Regions from separate parts of the Sus scrofa genome. Here region 2 is linked to region 1. Evidence: chromatin contacts called from public HiChIP or PLAC-seq data. All regions are on one chromosome and are shown on one strand. Each heading gives the region's core, a stretch centred on a gene start, on an enhancer-like site or on the middle of the called end of the contact. The rest is flanking DNA. Distances are from core to core; before and after follow the strand shown.

What was found. HiChIP or PLAC-seq counts read pairs in DNA pulled down with a chosen protein or histone mark.
Region 2: an H3K27ac HiChIP or PLAC-seq map of alveolar macrophages shows a contact between it and region 1. The contact joins two enhancer-like sites. A contact is called at or near these places in 2 of 2 datasets of contacts at active chromatin or transcription factors (alveolar macrophages and skeletal muscle).

The regions. Positions count from the first base shown.
Region 1 is chr13:134,926,831-134,931,263 of Sscrofa11.1, forward strand. No RefSeq gene overlaps it. Among named protein-coding and RNA genes, the nearest start is that of ZNF148, 41 kb to the right of the region's middle. Within about 2 kb of position 2,906, at least 4 of the 83 cell types and tissues checked have an H3K27ac peak or open chromatin away from gene starts, as enhancers often do. A contact at or near this core is called in alveolar macrophages, where this site is marked.
Region 2 is chr13:135,194,329-135,198,627 of Sscrofa11.1, forward strand. The region is part of intron 6 of SLC12A8 (solute carrier family 12 member 8); the gene reads left to right. Among named protein-coding and RNA genes, the nearest start is that of HEG1, 72 kb to the right of the region's middle. Within about 2 kb of position 1,438, at least 29 of the 83 cell types and tissues checked have an H3K27ac peak or open chromatin away from gene starts, as enhancers often do. A contact at or near this core is called in alveolar macrophages, where this site is marked.

The sequences.
Region 1 (4,433 bases), core at 1,656-4,155:
GGACACATTTTTGTCTGGAACACATTATGAAACAGACTGTAATTCACATGGATTTTAAATATAAATTGCAAATCCTCAAACAAATTTTAGCTTACAGCTGGCCTTTTTGGGCTACAACATCTTCTCACCCACCTCCAGCTTGTATTCACGTGAGGGTGCTTTTGTGGCAAAGCTGAAAAAGCACGAGATCTGAAAGCGCCGGGCTGGTGCTCTAGCTCCCCAGATGAGTGGAAGAAAAGAAAAAAAAATATGATCAGAAGCCAAAAGACTTGGAACCTACTCTCATCTGTTTGCACAGATACCTTCCCCAGGTTAGGAGACCACATCTTGTCGTGTCCTTTTTACGGCAAGTTCACAGAAAGCCACCCTGGCCCATAGGGTTAACAGGATTTCTTTATAAACTGTTTGAATGTAGTAAGGGGTCTGAGCACCGGGTCCCAATGTGTGGCAGAGGTGGGTGTGTGTGGGGTGTTTCCCCACACCGACAAGCAGTTCTCCCACAACAGCTGGGTGTCCCACGATTCAGCTCGGTCTCCCTGACCCTGTCTACCTGGAGGTAGAGCCGGATCCCACAGGTACGGGGCTCAGTCCCTCAAGATGCCCCCACCCCCCACCCCGGATCAGTCACAAATCCACTTTGCCGCCTGTGCTTCAGACTTCCTGGCTATAGGTTGGAGGTTCCAACAACCCCTACTCTAGGTTCAATTAATTTGCTAATGGGGCTCAGAGAACTCAGAGAAACATTTTACTGGCTCGACGACCAGTTAATTATGAAAGGATATGACTCAGGAACAGGCAGATGGAAGAGATGCAAAGGGCAAGACTTGGAAAGGACTTGGAGCGTCCACGCCCTTTCCATCTCCCCCCAACTCCGTATGGTCACCAACTGCAGCGCTCTCGGCACCCTGGCCTTGTGGGTTTTCATGGAGGCTTTTCATTATATAAGCACGAGGGATTCAGTCACTGGCCGTTGGCGCTTGAACTCAGTCTCTAGCCGGCAGGGAGTAAGACTGAAACTTTCAACCCTCCACTCACAAGGCTGCCTCCTCGGGTTGCCAGCACCCTTTCAGGTGCTTTCCACAAATTGCTTCATTAGCATAAAGTCAGTTGTGGTTGAAAGGGACGTGTTATGAATAAAAAACAGGACGCGTATTTCACCTTTATGGCACTGAAGCAATTTGAGGAACTGAGGAAAGCGATCGAATATTACAACAAAAGATGATCTCATGGCTCGTCCAGCTCCGGAAATTCCAAGGGTTTGGGGAGCTCTGTTCCAGACCAAATATCTGCTTTTTATGAATCACGATATTACAGATAGTCAATGTCCCTCGATACCCTTTCTATGACGACTCACATCAATTCCTGCTTGATTTTGGATCTCGGAAAAAGCTGCCTCCGCAAAAGAATTCGTTTGAATTCTTTGTCTTGTTGGACAATGGAAATTATGTAACTTAATGTGTTTCTTTCTGCTTCATTGCCAGACGTGCTAGAACCAAATTTCTCAGGTCTTGTAATACTTTCCGCTCTGATGTCAGAAAATGCCTGCCTCTTCTGCCTCCTTCAGATGGACTCTGAGCTGTTTCGCCCTTATATGTCAAGTCTTACTCTGTGTTGTAAACAGTCAGCCAACTCGGGAAGCAAGCAGGGCACAGATTTTAATGTGAATGTTTTTTCAATCAGCATTTCGAGGTATGTGCTCAATTTACAGCTAAATTCAGATACAAGATCCATAATAATAATGATAGTAACTATAATTATTATCATTATTATTATTTTTCTTTTTAGGGCCGTACCTGTGGCATATGGAAGTTCCCAGGCTAGTGGATGAATCCGAGCTGTGGCCGCTGGCCTACGCCACAGTCACAGCAATGCAGGATCTGAGACGTGTCTGCCACCTACACCACAGCTCCTGGAAATGCTGGATCCTTAACCCACTGAGAGAGGCCAGAGATCAAAATCTCATCCTCATGTATACTAGTTAGGTTAGTTACCGCTTAGCTGCAACAGGAACTCCCCCAAAATTATTAACACGAACAAAAAGATAAGTCAAGCACTAGAGAGGAATAGCTGGGGTTTTTTTTGTTTGTTTTTTTTTTTTAAAGGAAAACCTGGAGTTCCTGGCATGGCACAGTGGAAACAAATCCGACTAGGAACTGTGAGGTTGCAGGTTTGATCCTTGGCCTTGCTCCGTGGGTTCGGCAGCTGTTGCTCCGATTAGACCCCTGGCCTGGGAACCTTCATATGCCATGGGTGTGGCCCTAAAAAAGCAAAAAAATTTAAAAAAATAAAAGGAAAACCTATGTAAATTCATATCATTATAAATAATACTGCAGTGAATATCTGTATCCATAATTCTCTGATTAGTTCTCCAAGGTCTATTTCTATGAGTGAAAGTGTTGCCCTTTTGCTGTAACTATTTTCAAGAGCACATTAATTTTCTATGGGTTTTAGGATATTTGGGGTCACAAGAGAGAGAGTAGAGTTAGTGACTGAGACCGTGAGCTCCAGAGTTCAAATTCTGGTTCTACTGGTTTCTGCGTGGGTTCAAATTCTGGTTCCACAAGTAAGTAGAATTAAAAGCTGGCTGCTTACCCCTAGTTCACTTTAGGAGATAATGGTAAACACAGTGGCCTATTCAGCAAGGAATCAAGTAGAAAAGAAAGAGCATGGACACATACAAACTAGAAAGCATAAAACAAAATGAAAGAGGCAAACCCAAATAAAATCACTATTAAAATAAATGTAGATGAGTTAAACTTGCTTGAATAAAGACAGTGGCTCTCAAATTGAGTCAAGAGTCAGAGAGATTGGCTGATTCCTCAACTTCAGCTAACTACTGGGTGACCTGGTCACCATGCCCAACTCACTTCCGTCACTTCTGTGGTCATGTCATGTAGGTGGTTGCTAAATCTGATGGAGTCTTTTCAGCCTTTGTCTTTCTTAACTTCTTAGAAATATATGATGCTATTAGTCATGCCCTTCCTATTGACACAAGCTCTTTCCTCGGCTTCTGGCTTCTGTAAAGCTGCATTCCTCCCCACCCTGTGGTGTTCTCCCTATCTTGTTAGCTATTCCTTCTAGGTGTCTTTTTCCTTTGCCTGTCCCTTCAGTGTTGGCGCTGTTCCTCAGGGTCTGCCCCAGGTGCTTTTCTTTCTCCACCTACATGTTCTCTCTGTACAATTCCCACCACTCCCAAAGCTTGGATTACAACCCATGCGCTGATGGATCTCAAATCTAGAATTCCAGTCTAGGTCTCAGGAGAGATCCTGAGCTGCAAATCTATGTATCCAATTGCATTTTGGTTATTGCCCTTTGGGAAATTTGTAGGAACCTCAAACTCAACATTACCCAACAGAACACTCATCTCTCATCCCTCTCACCTCTTTCTCCTGAGCCTAGTCGATGGCACCGCCTGGTTGCTAAAGTCAGAAACCTGAGATTCAGCTTTGACTCTCCTCTCCCTGACCACCCACATCAAATGAATCAGCCTCTCCTAAATATCTGCCACGTTGTCCATTTGCTTCTTTGAGTCCTCACTGCCAACATCCTCTTCGAGCTCACCACCCTTTCTTGCCTGGGCTATGGAACAGCTTCCTCAATGGCCTCCCAACCTTGAGTCATGCTACACTACAATCCCATGTCCATTGTACTCCGGAGTGTTTCTTCTATAGCAAAAAACTTTTTTTTTTTTTTTTTTTTTTGCTTTTTTTATGGCCACACCTATGGCACATGGAATTTCCCAGGCCACAGCCATGCGGGATCCGGGCCATTAGCTCCCAGCAACACTGGATCCTTAACCCACTGAGCAAGGCCAGGGATTTAACCTGCATCCTCATAAACACTAGTCAGGCTTGTAACCTACTGAGCCACAACAGGAGCTCTATAGCAAAAATTTTGACCATGACAGGCCCATGCTTAACATCCTTCAGTGCCAAAGCCCTTGATGACTTGCCACTGAACTTCTTTCATCTTAAGTGTGCCTTGCTCTTCTCACAATCAGGCCTTTGCACATGCTGTTCTTTCTCCCTAAAGTATTATTTGCAATTCTTTTCTTAGCTTACCTCCTCTCATTCTTCAGGTCTCAGAGTAAATACCACTTTCTCAGGAAAATCTTAAGTAGGTTAGACTTCCTGACCATGTGTTTCTTTAACACCCTATAATTTCTCTACTATTTATCACAAAAGTGTTGAAATTTCTTAATGTTCTCATTTCCCTGTCAAGCTGCAAAGTCCATGAAGATGAGAACTGTGTCCATCACTTTCATCACCATATACCATGTCTGTGCCCAGTAATAATCACTGGATGCTCAAGAAATAGCCATTGACTACATGGGCAGATATACAAAATTTTATATATCTTCACATTGCCTTTAATGGCAGAAAAACTTGAAAATCTTTTCAGAGCCACACCCGTGGCATAGGGAGGTTCCCAGG
Region 2 (4,299 bases), core at 188-2,687, 270 kb after region 1:
CTAAGGGCCCGGGCTTCTGAGAAACGGAACCCCAAACCGTGCTCAGGCATATTCTGCTGCTGCTTCACCACGCATTTCCTCTAAGGCAGTAGAATAAAGGTCAAGTTCCTCTTGAGTGGACAGAAAAGGAAAGGGGAAAATAAAATAGAGGAAAAATCTTAGAAGTTAACATCTGAGAGTATTCTCCAGCCCCTCCCATTCCCCATCCCCCACCCCCATCCTCATCACCATCTACTTCCAGCCTCCCCACCAACCCTCCAAGAAGCTTCCCACCCAAGTGTGTGTTTCCTCAGGCCTGGCCGTGAGTCAAGCACCGCTGGGCACGGGTGCCAGGTTAGCAGTGACCCCTGAGGCAGGGCTGTGGGCCTCCGAGGCGGCCAGCACCCCTGGGGAGGTTACCTCAGCCATGGGACCCTGCCAGGCCTCCTCCACGCTGCTAGCACATTGTCCCTTAAGAGAAGCCCGGTTTGGAAGGGGGAGGGGGTGGGGAGCCCCCCCTCCCTCATGTCCTCTTCCAGTAAGGAGTTCACAGTGGCCTGAGCTTGGAAGCCTAGTGCTTGAGCTGGAATAACATTCCAGATCAGCTGGTCCAGCAACTGTCAATGTTTTGTCTTTTACTCCATCTTCATTTTTGGTAATCATACTGAAAACCGCACGACCCTGGAAATTCTCATGTGCCTCCCTGGACCAGAGAGAGGTGTCTTTGTCCTTCCTTTGGGAATGATTGCTGCCTGAGAATACTCATCAAGCTTTATTTTTTTGTGGCTTAAATTATAAAAAAATCATTTTGTAATATTCCAAATATGAAATGATACTATTGAATAAGCTGTCTACACAAGCCTCTTTTACCTCACCCCACTCCCCACCCCCTCCAGGCACAACCAGGTTGAGAATCACTGATCTGACCCTTTATTTGACCACCGGGGAAAGGAGGAAGGCAAAAGAACTTATGAAAGATCGTGGAAGGTCACCCAGCTAATTAGTGACTGGAGTTGGGCCACCATCCTGCTGTGGAGACTTGCCTTCCCTGGCTCCCTCTGTTTTTCAGGGGGTCCCAGTGTAAACAGGGTAGGCAGGTCAGCAATTTGTATCGCTTGGCTTTCCCCTGGCAGATGTTCCATTAAGCTATGAAAAGCATGGATGATTGGCAGTTTCCATGGTGATGGATTTGCCAAGGATTAGCTCTGAGTGAGTCATGGCTGGGGCTCCCTCCAACGCCATCCTTTTCTGGAATAAGAGAACCTCCAGATTGTAGGCAGGGGAGAGGATTTTAGAAGAACGGACACTTCAGTCCCCTGCCCCGCATCCTCATCTCTGGCCAATGACATTTTATTTAGGTTACTTTGGAGATTTTTATCCCAGGGGCAGGAGACCTCCTGGGAAGAGCAGCTGAAGCCGGGGCTTTCCGTGGCTCCTCTGGGTTTCTGAAGCAAGGTCTCAGTCTGTCCTTCTCACTGCGCTGCACCACGCCCTGTGGTGGGGGCTGCAGGGTGGGGCTGGGGCCTTGGAAGACTCTGCGTTTGCTTTCTCTCTGAAAGTGCTTTCTTTCCCCGAGGTATACCAGCAAACTTCCCTGAAAAACAAACGTCTCTCCCTATAGGGTTTACACACACACACATGCAGCCACTCCACGGATCCACGGTAAATACATGGAGGAACTAGGAAATGGAAATTCACTAGGAATAATACCATTGTGTGAAGTCATGTAACCCTCGTCCTCAAATCTCAAACTCTTACTGGAAGGGATGAGGGCCTCTTGTGGTTGACCACACCCAGCATAAAAATGTAGCGGGGAAACCAGCAGCCTTTACCAGAATATCCACAGTTACCTTTGTGGTCCAGAGCCCTGCTATTTCTGTGACACCCTTTGACCTCCCTGTGCCTGATTCCACCCCTCACCCCCCTCCACCCTAACACACACACACACACACACACACACACACACACACACACACACACACACACACACACACACACACAGAGTCTCTGGGATGCTCAGCTCTGAGCATCAGCCCTGGCCCTGCCTCCAGGCTCCCTTCTGCATTCATCTCCTCCCAAGGTATGTCCTAGGTCTCCTCCTAAGTTATGTGTCTCGTGAATGAGAGAACAAGGACCTGCTGGGCCAGAACGGGGTCCTGGTTTAAGGAACAAAAAGCCACAATGAAGTACATTATTCTAAAACCCCACGCACCCCACTGCATTGTGACAGACATGTGAATAGGAACAGGAGAAAGGAAGGAAGCTTTATCATTATTTTGCTTGTGTGTTTTGCAGTTTCACTTATAGCATTAGTTTATAATTTTATCAAAATTATTAGAACATCTGTAATAATCTTTATCACTACAATAGCGGATGACATCGAGCACCGTGCTGAGCATGTTACAGTAGTCTTTCATTCAAACCTCAACTTGGCCCCACTGCTTCTGTCAGATGCAGGTTTACCATGAAGCTAATGAAGTCTGGGCTTTAGGGTCCCTCGCTTGCATGATCTCCATCTAAGGCCCTATTCATAACTCTGTATTTTTTTAAAAAGTTTCAGGCCCCACAGAGCCTGGATCCTCCCATGGGTTCTATGACTAATCCATTTTACAGATGAGGAAACAAGAATACAGACAGGTGATTTCCCAAGGTCATGCAGACAGAAAATGATGAACCCCATTGCTCCATGTGCTTTTGAGAGGATGCTGGAAGAGAGGACACAGAAGCCAGCAAACCTTGTTGGAGTCTCAGCGTCCGAATGTCCCATTTTTTGACATTGTCTCAGCAGCGTCTCCTGAGCATCGAGAGGGTGGGGGACAAGTTTGGCCTCCAAGAATAGAGTGCAAGAGGGGATGAAAGATTCCTATAGGATCAGCTGAATAAACAAACCAATCAGCCAGATGTGGAGGAGGAGTGGTGTTTTAGAAATCAGGTGGAAGGTAAGGAGAGGCAGCCAGAGTCCTTAGGAACCCAAGGGGATTCTGAGCGAGAAAAGGAGCCCTCTTCCCTGAGTAGGCATTTCTTTAGCACCTACTAGGTGCCAGGTGCCCTGCTAGATGCCTTATAAATCTCCTGCGAGGTCAGTAATCTTATCCCCATCTGCAGATGAGGAGGCTGAGGCTCAGAGCCACACTGCCTCCAAAGAGCAACAAAAGGCAGCAGGTAAGGCTCCGTCACTTCAGTGCCTGGGCGTTCTGCCTTAATGGAAAAGAGAAATAATACATTTATGAACTTTTTGAAAGATGAAAGAAACCAGGCAGCAGAGAAACAAATGGAAAGAGAAAATCGAGGGCTTCTGAGGTCACAGATTTGGATCAAGAAGCTCCCAGGAGGAAGCTTGGAAGTTCTTTAAGAAAGAGTAAGTAGTCCTTTAATAAACAACTAACAGACACCAGAAAAGCCTAGAAAAAATGATCAGGCTTTTTTCCCCCCTTACAAATTTTCATTTTTAGTTTCAAAAAAGAAAATAGGGTGGGAAGTATGACTGTGATGACAGGCAGCAGTGAAGACAGTCTGCTGGCGCTGTGCTCGACGAAGGCGGTGGTTAGAAAAAACAGGTACCACTGTTTGTTTTGTAGGGGTTGGTAAGAGGTCAGATACATCAATACCCGTTATTGTAATCAAGCTGATTTTAGAAAAGTTTCAGAGGTCAGTCCCTCTCCTGGCCATCTGCATCCATTGTCAGACCAGACTTGTGAGTCCCTGTGCCAAGCGCAAGCCCCCAGTCCACCTGGTGCCACCCAACCAAACCATAAGCATGATATCAATAGCCAGGATGGGTGTGGATGGCGCTAGAGGTTTAGCCTCATAAAGGTTTTCCCAAGCTGGTACAGTGATGGCCAACACCAGCCACCCTCAGATGTTACACTGACACAGTGAAGACAGGCTAAAAGGCCTTAGGATGAGGATGGAAGACCAAGTCAGAGGCTTTCCTTGTACAAAGGAAGCTGTTGCCTAAGTCACATAGTAACAAGGTGCAGACCTTATCATCAGCCTGATACAGGGTGATGACGTGGTTTGGGGTAAAGCGATTAGCTGCTTCCTGGAACCGGCAGTTCAAGACAAACGAGGAGGGGAAATGCCCTGGACCAGGACAGACAGAGACTCGGAACTGGTGATGGCATTACTTGTGGGCGGAACGATGCATAGTGCTGATCATAACTGATTAAAAGTAGCGCTGATTATATGTGGCACTCTTGTGGGGGAGGTGACCCCAAATCAGTCATGCAGTGACTCTGGTTTAAAAAAGAAAGCCCCCCAAAAGCGAGGGTAATAGGGAGAAATGGAGAGATGTAGAAGAAATGACCACTTAAGATCAGG